Linked DNA regions of Sus scrofa: all the other regions are linked to region 1. The links are chromatin contacts, called in public HiChIP or PLAC-seq maps. All regions are on one chromosome and are shown on one strand. Each heading gives the region's core, a stretch centred on a gene start, on an enhancer-like site or on the middle of the called end of the contact. The rest is flanking DNA. Distances are from core to core; before and after follow the strand shown.

Evidence for each region. HiChIP or PLAC-seq counts read pairs in DNA pulled down with a chosen protein or histone mark.
Region 2: an H3K27ac HiChIP or PLAC-seq map of skeletal muscle shows a contact between it and region 1. The contact joins the promoter of HIVEP2 here to the enhancer-like site in region 1. A contact is called at or near these places in 12 of 47 Hi-C or Micro-C datasets (brain, embryonic fibroblasts, fetal heart ventricle and 7 more) and 2 of 2 datasets of contacts at active chromatin or transcription factors (alveolar macrophages and skeletal muscle).
Region 3: a contact with region 1 is called in an H3K27ac HiChIP or PLAC-seq map of skeletal muscle. The contact joins two enhancer-like sites. A contact is called at or near these places in 3 of 47 Hi-C or Micro-C datasets (adipocytes, embryonic fibroblasts and fetal heart ventricle) and 2 of 2 datasets of contacts at active chromatin or transcription factors (alveolar macrophages and skeletal muscle).
Region 4: an H3K27ac HiChIP or PLAC-seq map of skeletal muscle shows a contact between it and region 1. The contact joins two enhancer-like sites. A contact is called at or near these places in 6 of 47 Hi-C or Micro-C datasets (embryonic fibroblasts, fibroblasts, heart right ventricle and 2 more) and 1 of 2 datasets of contacts at active chromatin or transcription factors (skeletal muscle).
Region 5: an H3K27ac HiChIP or PLAC-seq map of skeletal muscle shows a contact between it and region 1. The contact joins two enhancer-like sites. A contact is called at or near these places in 1 of 47 Hi-C or Micro-C datasets (embryonic fibroblasts) and 1 of 2 datasets of contacts at active chromatin or transcription factors (skeletal muscle).

The regions. Positions count from the first base shown.
Region 1 is chr1:22,483,431-22,486,256 of Sscrofa11.1, reverse strand. No RefSeq gene overlaps it. Among named protein-coding and RNA genes, the nearest start is that of HIVEP2, 240 kb to the right of the region's middle. Within about 2 kb of position 1,421, at least 21 of the 83 cell types and tissues checked have an H3K27ac peak or open chromatin away from gene starts, as enhancers often do. A contact at or near this core is called in fetal skeletal muscle, omental adipose tissue and skeletal muscle, where this site is marked.
Region 2 is chr1:22,239,315-22,242,140 of Sscrofa11.1, reverse strand. It overlaps HIVEP2 (transcription factor HIVEP2), which reads right to left and starts at 1,460. Exons shown (of 10, transcript XM_021072421.1): 1 at 1,082-1,460.
Region 3 is chr1:22,259,066-22,261,891 of Sscrofa11.1, reverse strand. The region is part of intron 1 of HIVEP2 (transcription factor HIVEP2); the gene reads right to left. Among named protein-coding and RNA genes, the nearest start is that of HIVEP2, 20 kb to the right of the region's middle. Within about 2 kb of position 1,386, at least 62 of the 83 cell types and tissues checked have an H3K27ac peak or open chromatin away from gene starts, as enhancers often do. A contact at or near this core is called in skeletal muscle, where this site is marked.
Region 4 is chr1:22,292,170-22,294,995 of Sscrofa11.1, reverse strand. The region is part of intron 1 of HIVEP2 (transcription factor HIVEP2); the gene reads right to left. Among named protein-coding and RNA genes, the nearest start is that of HIVEP2, 53 kb to the right of the region's middle. Within about 2 kb of position 1,440, at least 5 of the 83 cell types and tissues checked have an H3K27ac peak or open chromatin away from gene starts, as enhancers often do. A contact at or near this core is called in skeletal muscle, where this site is marked.
Region 5 is chr1:22,332,784-22,335,609 of Sscrofa11.1, reverse strand. All of the region lies in intron 1 of HIVEP2 (transcription factor HIVEP2), which reads right to left. Among named protein-coding and RNA genes, the nearest start is that of HIVEP2, 94 kb to the right of the region's middle. Within about 2 kb of position 1,404, at least 3 of the 83 cell types and tissues checked have an H3K27ac peak or open chromatin away from gene starts, as enhancers often do. A contact at or near this core is called in skeletal muscle, where this site is marked.

The DNA of each region.
Region 1 (2,826 bases), core at 172-2,671:
GGGGTCCTGTCATGGTGACATAGGCAAATGAGAACTGCGTCATGCCTTGAGTAGAGTCATAGAGTCCAGACACAATGAAAAAGGGTTAGGTTAGGAATGCAGAGCAGATCGAAGACACAGATGTCTATGGTGAAACTTGCTAGTTTCTTTTAAATTCTATTTTTTATTTTTTTGCCTTTGTAGGGCCACACCTGCCGCACATGGATGTTCCCTGACTAGGAGTCAAATCAGAGCTGCAGCTGCCGGCCTATGTCACAGCCACAGCAACGTCAGATCCCAGCCACATCTGAGACCTACACAACAGCTTGTGGCAGCACCAGATCCTTAACCCACTGAACAAGGCCAGGGATCAAACCCTCATCGGCATGGATTCTAGTTGGATTCTTAAGCCACTGAGCCTCAACGGGAACTCCCAGTGTCCTTTTTTAAAAGTCTTTTTGGTTACATGTATCAGAAAGCAATTAGGCTAATCTACATACAGATATTTATTATAAAGATGCCAAGTCATCTTCAGAACCCGCTGGAAAGAAGTGTAAGCAGCCCTCTTTTGACTCTGTTTTACTCTGCATATTTGTGTTTTCTTTTCCCCTCAAAACTAACTTGTTCCAGTTCTCCTTGCAGATGACCACCACTGCTCCAAAATGCATGGCTGAGCCCAGTTTAGATGTTGACTAGCTTCCCTTAATTCCAAATTCCTAAGAGAAAGAATATAATTGTCCAGCTTGGAGCTCTGACGCAATCTCTGATGGAGGTTGGGGGTTCCTGGTGAGGAGTTACTTGAGCTTCCCGTTGTACAGACGCCACAGTGTCCTGGCCTCCCAAAGGTGTTTACCATGACTGTCCAGAATTCCATGGGTGTGTTTTAATCCTGCAATAATATCAGTTTGCTGTTAATAAGGATGGGAAAGAAGGGATTAAATATAAGGGATTTCTTATCCCTAGCAGCAGGGCCAGTTTCAGACACATAGGGGTATCGGCCTCAGGAATGGCACTAGGATGGGGTGGTCTTGGCAAAGCTGAATGGAAAGAGGTGTTCACAGAAGACTGCATGAGGCAATACACACTGGTCCAGGGTCCGAATTCAGGGACCCACGGGGATGGCTTTTTAGAATAACCCAGGCCATCGTATGTATGCTGGCTTTCTCCTTTAATGTGGAGATGGGTGTGGAGTTCTTAGAGAGCTAAGCAGAGACCTGACCATTTCCAAAACATGAGAGGAAGGCTTCAACTTCAGAACATTCCCAGGATTATTAATCAATTTCCCTGATATTTACTATGTGCCCAGGGCTGTCACTATTGCAATGTCAGGGCTCAGGGCTATGGGGACAGAAAAGCCATCGCTCAGCTGTGCGGAGGAACCTGGGTTCAACTGCGGTAGACAGTCCTTTCTGGGGTCTGAAGGGAACTTGACGCCAGGAAGTTTCCAGTCTCTCTCAGCCTCCCTCCCACAGCTCAGAGGAGCGTGTGCTCCCTCCGCCCTCCTCTTCTGCCTGCCAGAATTTCCAGATTTGTTCTGTTTTGCAGTTGAATCAAGCCACACTCAATTCCAACCCTAGCAGAAGGCATAAATTAACATTTTATTATGTGTACTTGTTAGGGTCTCTTAAAGTAGACATGCAAATGTGAGGCTCAGGGAGTCAAGGAGGGCATACCCAGATTAACTGAAAATAAACCAGGTGGCCCTGGCCAAACCCTTGGAAAGCAGGACCTCGCTGAGCTATCCTGGGACAGATACTCACCTCAGCTTCTGCCCCCGGTTGTTTACCCTGGCCCCTGGCCACTTCCTGCTCCCTTTGGCACCTGGGACCTCCCTGTCCAGCTGCCATTGGCCCATATGACTCCCGGTCGACTTTCATTTACAAGGAACCAATTTCATAAGCAGCTGTAGGTGAGCCTTTTACGGGCCTCTGGTGAGTGAGTGAGAGGCCTCAGGGCCTTCTCCATCAAGCAGCTGGACAAATACATCTGCCTTGGCCTTCCACAGGGACCAGGCTATTTTGAGGCTTCCCTCTGATTGGCTCTTTCTGTTACTGTGCCTTTAATTCCAGCTTATAGCCCTTAAAACCTTATATAATAGGAACTTCAAGCTAGATGGAGTTTGATTGGATTTGGCTTGGCTCTAGTGGAGTAATTCGTAAAACCGTAAGTGAGAACTACTTGATATGCCCCTTTAGCTCTACCAGGAGAACATATAAATTGTTCTAAGGTGTTTCTTTTCTGAATGCTGATTTCATCATATGCTTTTGTGTATCAGTTGGGGAAAGTCGAACAAGAGGAAGAGGGAAAGAAACTTTTCCTCATTGCCGCTTTAATTTTCCAGGTGTTCTTTTGTACCCTGTGTATTTTACATTGTTATAAATCCTCCTTCTTGTAAGCCTGAGTGGACCATGCCATGCAAACAACCAATGAGAGAAGGCAGTGAAGGAAAGGGAGACTGCAGAGCCTTCCAGAGTCTATCCCAGGGCATCAGTGATTGATGGGAAATCTTGGTTCTCATCTCCCCTCTTAAGTAGAGGAGCTAGCTTGATTCCAGTGGCCTTCTGCCAGCGAGCATGTGCACAGTGAGCATGCCCAGGGTAGGCTATTTGAATCTCCCTACCTTACAGGTTACACAAGAAGCCACCTTCCAGCTGGTCTGGTATAGTGAGTGTGTCTAGAGATGCCTCCTTAATCCCTGCCCCCACTCCGCTTCCAGGGGAAGTCTACCTGACACCCCCACCCTTTGGCTCTTATGAAGTCCACGTGGATTTCTGAGTGTTCACAGCTACTCCTGGACCAATGGCTGCCGCTCTGAGGGTCCCAGTTCTTGCCTGCTGTGTTGCTGCC
Region 2 (2,826 bases), core at 211-2,710, 240 kb after region 1:
AAAGCCAGGGCGCCTCCTCCTGAACCTTCCATCGAGACAGTCCCCTCCTTCCTTGCTTCCTTCCTTCTCTCCTTCCTTCCTTCCCGGCTCGGGAGGAGAAAGGAGTCGCCGAAATGCCAACAGCCGGCGCCTTCACTGCCCTCGCTCGGCCTTAGGCCGGCGGCCCGGCCCTCGTGCCTCCCGCCCGCCCCCGACCCGCGCCGCGCGGCCCCCTCCCCCGCTACCTGACGACGGGCGGCCAGCGGCCGCGGCAGCCGCAGCGGTGGCCGGGCGGTGCGCGCCGGTGCACGTCCCTCATTAGCAACCAGGCACATTCCTGCCTCCAGCGCTCCCGCGCCGCCCCCTCCCCCCAGGACATTACGCAAAGCAGCCACCCCTCATCTGCATAGATCCTCGGCCAGGGTATTCCCCGCATTTCCCAACGCGCCGGACCCCCCCACCTGAGGTCTCCCCCATCCCCGCCCCCTCCGACCCTCACCCTTGCGCCGTAGACCAGGGGCCGAGGGCGCGCGCCGGGAGGGCGATGGGGTCCGGCAGCGGCGATTTCGCTGTAAAGTGAAACGAGCTGCTAATGCTAAGGGAGGCAGGAAAAACACCGCGCCGAGGCCACTTACCGAGCCGAGGAACCTAGATTCCCGCCGCTCTGCTCACCCGAATGGTTGGTCCGCCCTCCGCGCACCCCAAGGCTGCACCCAGCACCCCAAAGTCGAGACGTGTAGGAATATGATTAACGAGCCGGGAGACCCTCCAAGTTGCTCCGGGCTCCCAGGAGCTTCAACGTCCAAGACACAACTTGGCGGAGACTTGTGCCACAGTCACCGAGGATGTTTCTGCGGAGACCCTCCTCCGGCGGGGAGAGACAGCGCTCGGTGGCGCCCCGCTTGCCTCCTCTCCACCCCCCTCACCTCCAGCCCGCCTCCCGCCGGCCGCCCGCCTCTGGGCCGCGAGCCCCTAGGGCGGCTGTCAGCTCCCGGCCGCCGCCGGGTGACAGGAGCCGGAGGAGGGCGCGACGCGGCGGCCCAAGCCCGAGCGGGCGAGGGGGATCCTCGCAGCAGCAGCAGCAGCAGCGGCGGCCGCTCACCTGGAAAGTCACCGCTGAGAAGGAGGAGGAGAAGGAGGAGGAAGAGGAGGGAGAGGAGGAGGGGGAGGAAACCCCCCTGGTGCCCTTGTTCTCGCTGCCGCGGCGGCCGCTCCTCGCCAAGGCTGAGCGTGTCTGGTGGGGGGTGTCTGGTAGCATTTCCTTAAGGACAGAGGGAGGGAGGGCGGGCACGGAGGGAGGGAAGCGATCCCGACCGCCTGCCCAGGCTCCTCTTTCCTTTATTTATTTTTCTGACACTGTACGGAGATGGTCCCGGGACAGGGGCCGCCGGGCTCGGGAGGGAGCCGCGAGGCCCGGGCCGCAGCAGTCTGCGTGCGGGAGCCGCAGCGGCCGCCTCCCCTCCCGGTCTGTGGACGCACGGGGTTATTCCTGGCAGCGCCTCCCCGAACAGAAGTTACTAGGAGGAGTGCGCGGCGAGGGCGGGCGGGGGGAGAGGCGGAGGGAGGGAGGAAGAGGGAGAGACTCAGCCAGCGACGTCATCGGATCCCCCAGCGCGTCCCAGGGAGGGAGGCCGAACCAGAAAAACCAGTCTGGAGCCGGCGAGCGGAGAGGGTTGTGCGGCGCGACGGGGGAGGGAAGCGACCGGGAAGTCAAGGCCCGGCCCCGCTGCAGCCGCGCTCCCGCTCGCTCGGATCCAGGGATCTCCCCAGAGAGCCAGTCTCTACTTGTCATGCAAAAAAACTTGGGCGTCTCTAGGAGCCTGAGAATTTCCTTTAGGGATGCGGAAACCTCCTCCCTCCCACTCCTATCTTCCCATTTCCCAGATCTTTCCTCATCTAGAAGACAAAGAGAATTATAGAATAATTCGTATTGTCTTTAATTAGAATTGTCTTTATGATTTTTGTCCGGGTTCCTCCGATCCCTTTTCTCTCTGTGGCCCCGCCTCTATGCAACATTAATGCTATCGGTCAAAAAATAAAATAAAATCATATTGTAGGTCCTGGCTGCGTTTGTGGAGCTTTGCAAAGTGTTTTACTAGCACTTTCCGGGCCCCTGCGGAAGCATGAACTTTTCACGCGCTCGAAATGCCCCAGTTGCCTTCGCTGGGGTCACTCACCAGGGTGCCCTGGGCGCACCCAGCTCGGGGATCGCGGCCCGCCCTCGCCGGGGTATTCAAATCGGTTTGAGCAGCTGCGAGAGGAGCAGCTGCCGGTTTCCTGGTGGCAGTGCTGAGACCTGTGGCGAGCGGCCGCCTCCAGTCTGCGAGCTTCCCTTCCTCCGAAGGGACGCGAGTGAAATCACACCCAGCGCGGGGACAGCGGGGCCGGGGGACGGGGGAATCCCAGGCGAGTGGGGGCCGGGGCCCTGGGCTTCCTCCCCGGCCCGGCAACACCCGGGGGACACCGGGGCTCCCTCGAGCCGTTACCCTGCCTGTGTGGACTTGTGTGCACCCTTAGGGGAGGTTCCCAGGCGGCCGCGGCGGCAGGAGCGCGGCGAAAGGATGGCCACCGGGCCGGGCGTACTCTCAGAGCGCCTCCTCCGGGTGGTCTGCGGGCCGGGCAAGGAACGTGCGCCACCCCTCCCGGGCGCCCCAGCGGCCGCGCAGAGCCGAGCAGAGCTGACTGCCCCGGCGCCGCGGGCCCGATAGGCCCTCCCCGCCCCCCGTCCGCGCCGCCGCCCTGCCCCGGGCGGAGTAAACAAGAGACGCGCAAGATTTGACCTGGCGCGACCCGGATTTCTGGCCGGGGTTCCCCCTGAGCAGGTGACTCCGTGGGAGGGGTGGAAAT
Region 3 (2,826 bases), core at 137-2,636, 220 kb after region 1:
TTAAAGGAAAAAGCTGTCTTAAAAAGGGCTAATGTTTAAATCGACAGCTCTTATTCCAAGTGTACTCAAGCCCTCTTTAATTTCCTTATTGCATAAATCAGCTGAAAGCATCCCAAGGGAAATGCCATTGTACTACATACATTTCTAATGATCCTGTGGGGATTTTTTAAAAGGAAAATATTTAGGCAACAATTATATAAGCATAGGTCAGCCATTAGTCTTGTGACTCGGTTTAACTTAAACATGTGAACAGTGTATGGCGCAATTTAGAATGATTTTCTAGGTTTACTATGAACTACTAAATCATAGCTTCATCTATTAAATCCTTTCTCTGTCAAGTCTTTGATATAAGAAACCTTAGCAGACCTCCCAGTGAACTCTGGCATTTTGGCTGTGGGGCCAAAAGAACAATCTACCATTACAAAGCCTATTCATGAGTCAAGGAGAGAAGCAGAGAAGTGGTCAGAATGATGACTGCGCAGCTGATACGATACTATTCTCCCTTACCTTGCTCACAAGTATATAAAACATACAAGATTCATGTTACTAAATTATAGAATATTAAGCTCAACACTGATTCTAAAATGTACCTTGAAAGATCATTAATGCAAAGTAAAACACCTGTTACTAAAAAGGCTGGATTTACTCTCTTGGCTTCAACTTTTTAATCCTACCTATAGCCGAAAAAAAAAAAAAAAAAAAGTAGAAAAGGTTTGTTTTGTTTTTTTAAATCCATCTATAATTCGAGCATAGTAAATTAGGGCTACATTTCTGTTCTCAAATTCACAATAAGCATTTTTTCAAACAAGATTTACTAACTACATAACGTTTAAAAATCATGACTACCCGGAGAGTTTTCTTGTAATGATTCCGTCTCGAAGTGTGTAAGGGCACGATGCTTGTGCTTGGCTGCAAACATTCATATCTTTGCTTCCACAACAAAGCAAAAAGGTGACAGTTAGAAAGAGGGTGAAACAAGAGGTTTCCTGTACGGCTTCGTGAAGAGAAAGAAGGTGCATTCTGCAAGGCGAAGGACAAGTCCGCTCAGGCCCTCTGCAGCCAGCATTATTCAGCACTCTTCACCCCCAGGCAGCCGGCCCACCTGACCGGGGTTCCCTATTGTACAGCTGCAGCGGTCTCCCCGAGGCCAGCGATCCCCGGACCTCCGGCACAGTGAGTCCCCTGGCAGGCTCGGCCAAGCGAGCCTCGGCCAAGTCAGTGCCTTCTCCTCAGCGCCCCTGCCCCCGGGAGGGCCGCCCCGAAACTAGGTCTGGGCGGGCGCGGCGGGAGCTGCGAGCCCCACTTTCCCCCGACAGGAAGGGGGAGGCCGAGAGCATTTCCTGTTGTGCAGCTGCAACCGGCGGAGACGTCACTGCATTCACACTCCCTCGGGTGTCGGCGGCGGCCCGGGGCCTCACGTTCAGCCCCTTGCAGGGCGGGCCGGGGCTCCCCGGGGTGGAAGGGCTCGTGGCGCCGGGGGCCACGCGGGCGGGGGCGGCGCGGGAGCGGCTTTTCCGCCCGCCCGCGTCAGGCGGACCCAGCCCGGCCGCTCCCCAACCCTGCTCCCCTCCCGCCCGCCGCCCGCTCCTTCCCCGGGGCCGGGAAAGGCGTGTGTTTCCAGGTGCTCAGAGGAAGCACTTTTTTTGGCGCAAGTTTCTTAGCTCAATTTTTAACGTAATTTCCCCCCAAGATGACTCTTTCTACACTAGGATTATTTTTAAATAATCAAAAGTGAAAATCATTTCAGTGTTGTTGCAATTAGGTGTTTTCCTCGTTTTCCATCTCCTGATTGTGGATTCCTAAAGTAACTGTCAGATGCAAGTGAAAAAGATTTCTCTACTGCACAGCTCCAGTGAGGTCAAAGGCGGCAAGAAGACACTCCTCAGACGTTTCTAAAAGCATTTCTATTCGTTTTCATTTATTAAAAAACACCCCCTACACAACATATAAAGTCCTTTTACTTATTAGGTCCTAATTTATCATATCTGGAATGTCTAATTTTTAAAAATCCGAACCTCTTAAGAATCAGTTTTGTACTTATCCACTTTAATGGCACGCAAAACTTTTGGCCAGGATGTTTTAAAGTGGAAATTTTACCCATTCATATAAAAATAATAGCGATTTTTAAAGTTTCCTTTATCCTAAATTTCCAGCCCTCCATTTAGTACAAACCATAAACCAGATTATAACCATGTGTAATTCTAGAAAAGCAGTGGCTTAAGGTTAATAAGGGTTATGAGACTATAAGGGACTCTATAATCATTTTTAAATAAAAAAACTGGATGAGCTTAACAAATTTTAGATTCTGTTCTTCTTTGGCGAATCAATGTTAACAGATGTTGTATTTTGCCAATTTCTCTAACATTTGAATTTAGCAACGCCTCACATCAGGACATGGAATTAAAATATTTAGGGCTTTATCAAGTGTAAATTATGGACTTTGGGTGATAATGACATGTCAATGCAGATTTATCCACTGTAACCAATGTACCACCCTATGCAAGATTCTAATAGTGGAGGAGGCTGTGCCCATCAGGGAGTGGGGGAGGGGAAGGGGGCAGGCAGTGCTATGGACTCTCTATTCCACTCAATTTTGCTGTGACTCTAAAGCTGCTCTAAAAAACTAACTCTATTCTTAAATATATTTAGGCTGTTAAAAGAATCATGATATTTCCTGCGTTGTAACCTGTAGATTCACAAGTAAATGAATCTTAAGAATTAAAAAGAACTCATCATCTTGATGCTTTCATGAAGTTCATCATCCAAAGCTACTCCTCCTTGATAAAGAAGTTACATTTTTTAAAGTTTACTTAAAAAAAAAATTTT
Region 4 (2,826 bases), core at 191-2,690, 190 kb after region 1:
TCACTATATGCCTGGTAATTTCATGGTGCTTTACATTTTCAAAGAAGAATCCAGATTTTTGTTAACATGCTCCCAAAAGTTCTAACAAAATATTAGGTATCACACCACACACATATCTCATCATACACATATGTATATATAATTTACTACTAATTAATAAGCAATTTAATAGTTTTTAAGGGCTTCTGTCCACACCCATTTAGCAGATCTTAGCAATACTCTCCAAAGAAGTTACGCCAGGTAGTAGAATGCCCATTTCCAGATGAGGAAATAGGGACTAGGAGAGATTGTAACTCTTTACACTGTCTTTACAGTGTGATGAAGAGCAATGATGTGTGCACCTGGGCTGTGGGTCCAGACCTATAACAACCAGCAGAGTAACTTTAGGTAAGTCATCCAACCTCTCTGAGCTTTGCCTTCCTTCTAGGACAATTACAGAAGGTGAGTCACTCACAGATACCATTTAACCCGTAAAAGTCTTATCAGTCTGCAGCTCAGCTAATTCAGTAGATGGTCTAAGCCCTAGCTCTTCTTTGCCCCCTCCCATGCTGTACTGCCTCTTAGGAGATCTCACTATGCTCTCCCAACTGAAGAGTTAATTTCATTTGTTTTTTGTTTATCTTTATAAAGAACTGGGCCCTGTTTATCCTTTGGTTCCTGGGCTTATGTACAGCCAGTAAAAACATTCCTCTACAAGAAAGGCTGGTGAGACAGAGGTGTGCAGGCACAGGGGGTCCAGGGCAAAGGGCGTGTCCTCCTGTGACCTCCTCTCACTGCACTGCCACGCTCTCACTTCAGGGATGGCAGGTGTGTGTTTGTTTTCATGGCTCTTGCTATCTTCTTGTTTTTGTTTTCAAAGAAATAGTCCAAAACTCAAGGTTGATAGGAAAGACAGGTTCCTACATCCAGGTCCAGGAACAGGGTCACAATTAATTTAATGCTATTTAAGTGGTCCAGCCCAAAACCTTCCTATCGTGAAGAAGGGGGCAAGTTCAGAAGTCGTGGGTAAGGGCACCCAGCTAGAGGTGGGGACTCCATTGCAAAGAATCACACAGACTCCCTCTGCTGACATAAAGAAAGTTCTCCTACATCCTTGCTGAGGTAGGTGCCAGAGAAATAAGCAACCTGACCCCCTGAAGAGTCTTCGGAGCCTGGCAGTAACCTGAGCTGCTCTAGGTTATTTTTGCTGAGGGCTAGTGGTTCTTAAAGGGACTGTGCTCTGGGTGCCCCTATCCAGACACAGAACACAAATCAATGAAAAGACCAATGTGACGTGGTCACCTAAGGCAGTTTATTGGATGTATGGACTAGATCAGTAAGGTGTGTGAGCAAATATTTTCATCCCCTTTCAAGGGGATCGATTGTAATACCCTGTGTTATAATATGATTGGTTTCAAACATGGAAGTGCTGAATAACACAGCACCCCATTGGTTTAAAATGGAAAATGAAAGCAGGCATGCCCCAAGGCTCTGTCCTCAGCGCCAGGCTGCTACTTAAGAAGGGAGTGGGGAGGAGAGATTAGAGATGGGGGTGGCTACCAGGGCTGTGCTCACCAGTCATCATCCCCATTTAAATGCTCCCTCCAAGCCTGACAGGTATACCAACTGTACAAAGAAGGAAAGTGGGGCTCGGCAAGGCTTCCTAACACACGTCAGAGTTTCGTGATGGGTGAGTGTTGGCCCCTTCCGCTATGTCTACCTGAATGGTGATGATTCCGAAAGCAAATCCTCACCCCATTCAAAAAACAATTCTTGTGAAACAACCAGTCCTTTCATCCTCTGTCCCACATCCCTGAAGTGGCCAGGGGGGAGCAGGAATAATCCAGTAACGAGGAAAGTGGGATCCGGAGTCACAAGTGCCCAGGTTTGAAAACCTGCTTCACCACAAACTCACTGGGTGACCCTGGGCAAGTTGGTTATACTCCTGGAGCCTCGGCGGCAGTAACAGTAATACCTACATCATCAGGCTGTTTTGGAGATTAAATAAGATACTCATACGCGTAGTGTACTTGGAAGCATGCCTGGCACATGGAACCCTTCAGTTAAAGGGTTGCTATTATTAGTTGCGTTAGTATTCCTATTCAGCAAGTGTGTAATTCAAGTTGCCTTGAAATCTGGCAAAGGATAATCATGAGAAAAATAACGTTCAGCTAGCTGTTGGGCAGGTCCTTAGCACACGTGATCTCCAGTGCCCACAACTCTGCCAGGCAAGTTGATGCTACTCCCCTCTGCAGACCAGGGGCACGAGGCTCACAGAGGTTTAGTGACTTGCCTGAGTCACAACTAGGAAGTGATGGAGCAGGGGGTTGAACTCAAGGTCTGACTTCAAAGCCTGTACGCCTTCCACTCAATTGAGAAACAGTCAGGGAATAGAGAGCAGAGGGGAGCATCCTATTCCACAGCTGGTCAGCTCTTCCCTTAGGTCAGCCTCATAACCTCTTTGTCCTGTTTCACCTTCCAGCTATGATTTGGGGTGGAGGAGTCTGATTTCTGTAGCAAGTGCCATATATTATTCAGCGACAGGTAATTCAACAGAGAATAATAAAGCTCTCTGTAATCTTATTAAAACTACATTATTCTAAGTGCTATCTCCCTTCCTCTAGGAATCTTCACGACGACCCTAGGCACAGGGCTAATTATCTTGGAGAGCGAAGGGTGCCTTGATAACTCACTGGCATGAGCTGATATTCTGGAGGAAAATAAAATAGCCAATTTAATTGTTTATAGTAACAATCCTGTTCTATGATCAAAATTTATCCCAAGTAACATGTCCAACACATTACAATTTTTAAATTTTTTTAAAAAATAAAATGTATTGCTACACTT
Region 5 (2,826 bases), core at 155-2,654, 150 kb after region 1:
CTGCACTACATGACATTCTGTTAAATTTTGTTTTAAATTCTTTATTGGAAAGTGTATTTTATTTTTCTATCAGAAAAAAAGCACTATGCATTTGTTACGAAATGTTCATGATGAAGTCCCCCCCCCCATTTATTCAGTTATTCATTCAACAAACAACTGTGTACTCTTGAAGCCACATTCTTGTCCTCATGGGACTTAGAGAGCTGAGAAGGACAGACATGAAAATCAGTTGTTATTGCATAAATCCCAAACAAAAGGCATGCTGTGTAATCAGAAAGCTTTGTAAAACTTGAGTAAGACAACTCTTCTAAACAAACACTGCTTCAAATGTGGGATCTAAACCTGCCTCCTGTCCTGATCTGAAGCCTCAAATTTAGAGGTGATTAAACAGACACGTGTTAAATCCACCACAACTATACCTCTCTTTTCAAAACTGCTAGGTATTCCAAGATACTCCAAATCCAACTGGAAAATCATCATTATAGATGTTCTAGAAACTTCCCCAAGGAAGTCACCATTCTCATATTCTACTTGGCACAGATTTATCCCTTAGTCTTAACATATTTTTATATGTACAATTTGACAAATTTAGAGAGAAAGGGGAAGAAAACCAACAGGATTATGATAATTGGAAGATCCTTTCAAGTCTTTCAGTCTTTCTGTTGTATCTTTCTAGTCTAAACATAATAAACATTCCCATTATGATAAATTTGACATAAACATCTGTGACTTGATGTAGAAACAAAGAGTAAGGTATTTTTGTACTTATCTTTTAATTACTCTAAACTCTCCTTAGGGAAAAAATTAAAATAATAAATACATAAAGATAAACTCTCCTTACTTTAATTGCATACTTGTACAACATACATCTTTCCCTTATTATTTCCAGACTTGCTAAGATTCCAGTTTTTCCTTATTGACTTCTTGCAGTTAGCATCTCAACCCATAGACTGAGGTGTTCTTCTTTCCCTCTTTTGGCAAACTTTGGCAGCCTAAGTACATTTGGCAGAGATTACACACAAGTGCATGTCCAAATGGAATCCAAGGAGACTGCCAGATGCCTATTTTTTCCACATCAAAGAAACAAACCAGAGCAGGTCCAGCTCCTCTGCCTGCCAAGTCTGGGCCTTAAGGTGGGAAGGTTCAGTCCCAGTGGAAAGGAGACTCTGAGCTGCCCACCCGAGGGTCTTTTTGTGGTTTGGGGGGAGGAACTTACTTGAAACAGGTGCGAGCTGGGCTATGACATCTCGTCTTCCAGCCAGCCAAAGTGCTTCCCACTTAAAGAAAGCTGGATTCTAAAAGTTTGCTTTCAAACCTACTATTTGAAATTTGGAATGTGTCCCTGTGGAACCAGTGTCACAAATAGCGGCTGGCATTCCAGGCTAGCCTTCAAAAGTTTATATAACCTGATGGAGAATTAGCCTCAGGCAATGTAATATGAGGATTCGAGGGCCTACTCATCCTCTATGGTATGGCTTCTAGTAGAAAAAGCAGTCACACTGAGAACAGGCATCCAGAGGCTCCTCACTTCTCCCTACACAGGCCATGAAAGTCAAGGATGGAAATGATGGTTGTACAACCATAAATATAATAAAATTCATTGAATTATTACAAAATAAAACATAAACTACTTCACTTCTAACTAAATTAATTCTAACTAAACATAGTGAGATTTAAAGCCTGAGGAAGTGGGAATACTAATCCTACAGTTAAAATAAAATAAAAATAAAAATAGAAGAAAATCTAGGTAGAACTTGAAGAAGTAAATCATGAAGTAAGAGAGCAGGATGCCTTTCCAGGATCAGAGTGATGAGTCAGGGTCGTCAGCTGGAAGATCCCAGTGGCTCTAGGCTTCTGCATAGGCAGCAGTGGCGGAGCAGTTTCCAGTGGCCACAGACACGGCAAAAGAGTGGAAGAGAAAGGAGGGTGCAGGAAATAAGTGAGTCAATCGGAAGCCAGGGCCGTCCTGAAAAGGGAGTGTCCTACAGTGGAGAGCGAGAGGAAGAGAAAGGGAATTCCTGCCACAAGCCAGCAGGGGAAATCCCTGGTGTGGGGTTTCTGCTGCTACTCCATCACTGACTAGAAGGGTTCATTATTCAGTAATTTATCCCTCCCAAGCCTTACTTTCTCAGTCTGGCTTCTTAAAGTCAAGCTGTATGTTGCTAATGACAGTCTGCTTCAAGCGGGTAGATGTGCCATCTTCTCAGACTGATTCTTAGCCTACACTGGTTGCTAACTAGTCTCTGTGATTTTGTACCCCCCCATCTCCCCGCTGGGGCACAGGGCCATGTACGTGGGGTTATCACTGGCTGTCATGACCAGAGAAGAGATGCTATTGTCATCTAGTGGGTAGAAGCCAGGGACACTGGAAAATACCCTGCACTGTACCTTACAGACCCCACAACGAAAAATTATACATTCCTTGATACCGACAGCACCAAAGTTGAGAAACTCTCGAAACTTTGTGCAGCGGTAACTTTTATTACACATGAACTGTGCGCTCCTGATGTGTTTAAGCAAGTGGCTGCAGCACAAATCGTGCCAACTACCATGCCATTCGAAGAGAAATTCTACAAACAACCAACAGTGTTATTTAGCATGACAAGGAACGACATTTGTTTTTTTCACTGAAGCAATTAAATCAAGAGAGTCAAACTTCAGCAAGGTGGCAGAAAGGGCATGGCGTGAACTTGGTGTCACCTGGATCACACTGCAGTTTTCGAGAGCAGCGCGCTGTGCGGGGTCCTGTGTGAACGTATACCCTGCTGCCAATGCCACCTCCTGCTTCTGAGGCATTTCCATAAACAGCAGCTGTATTCCTCCCCA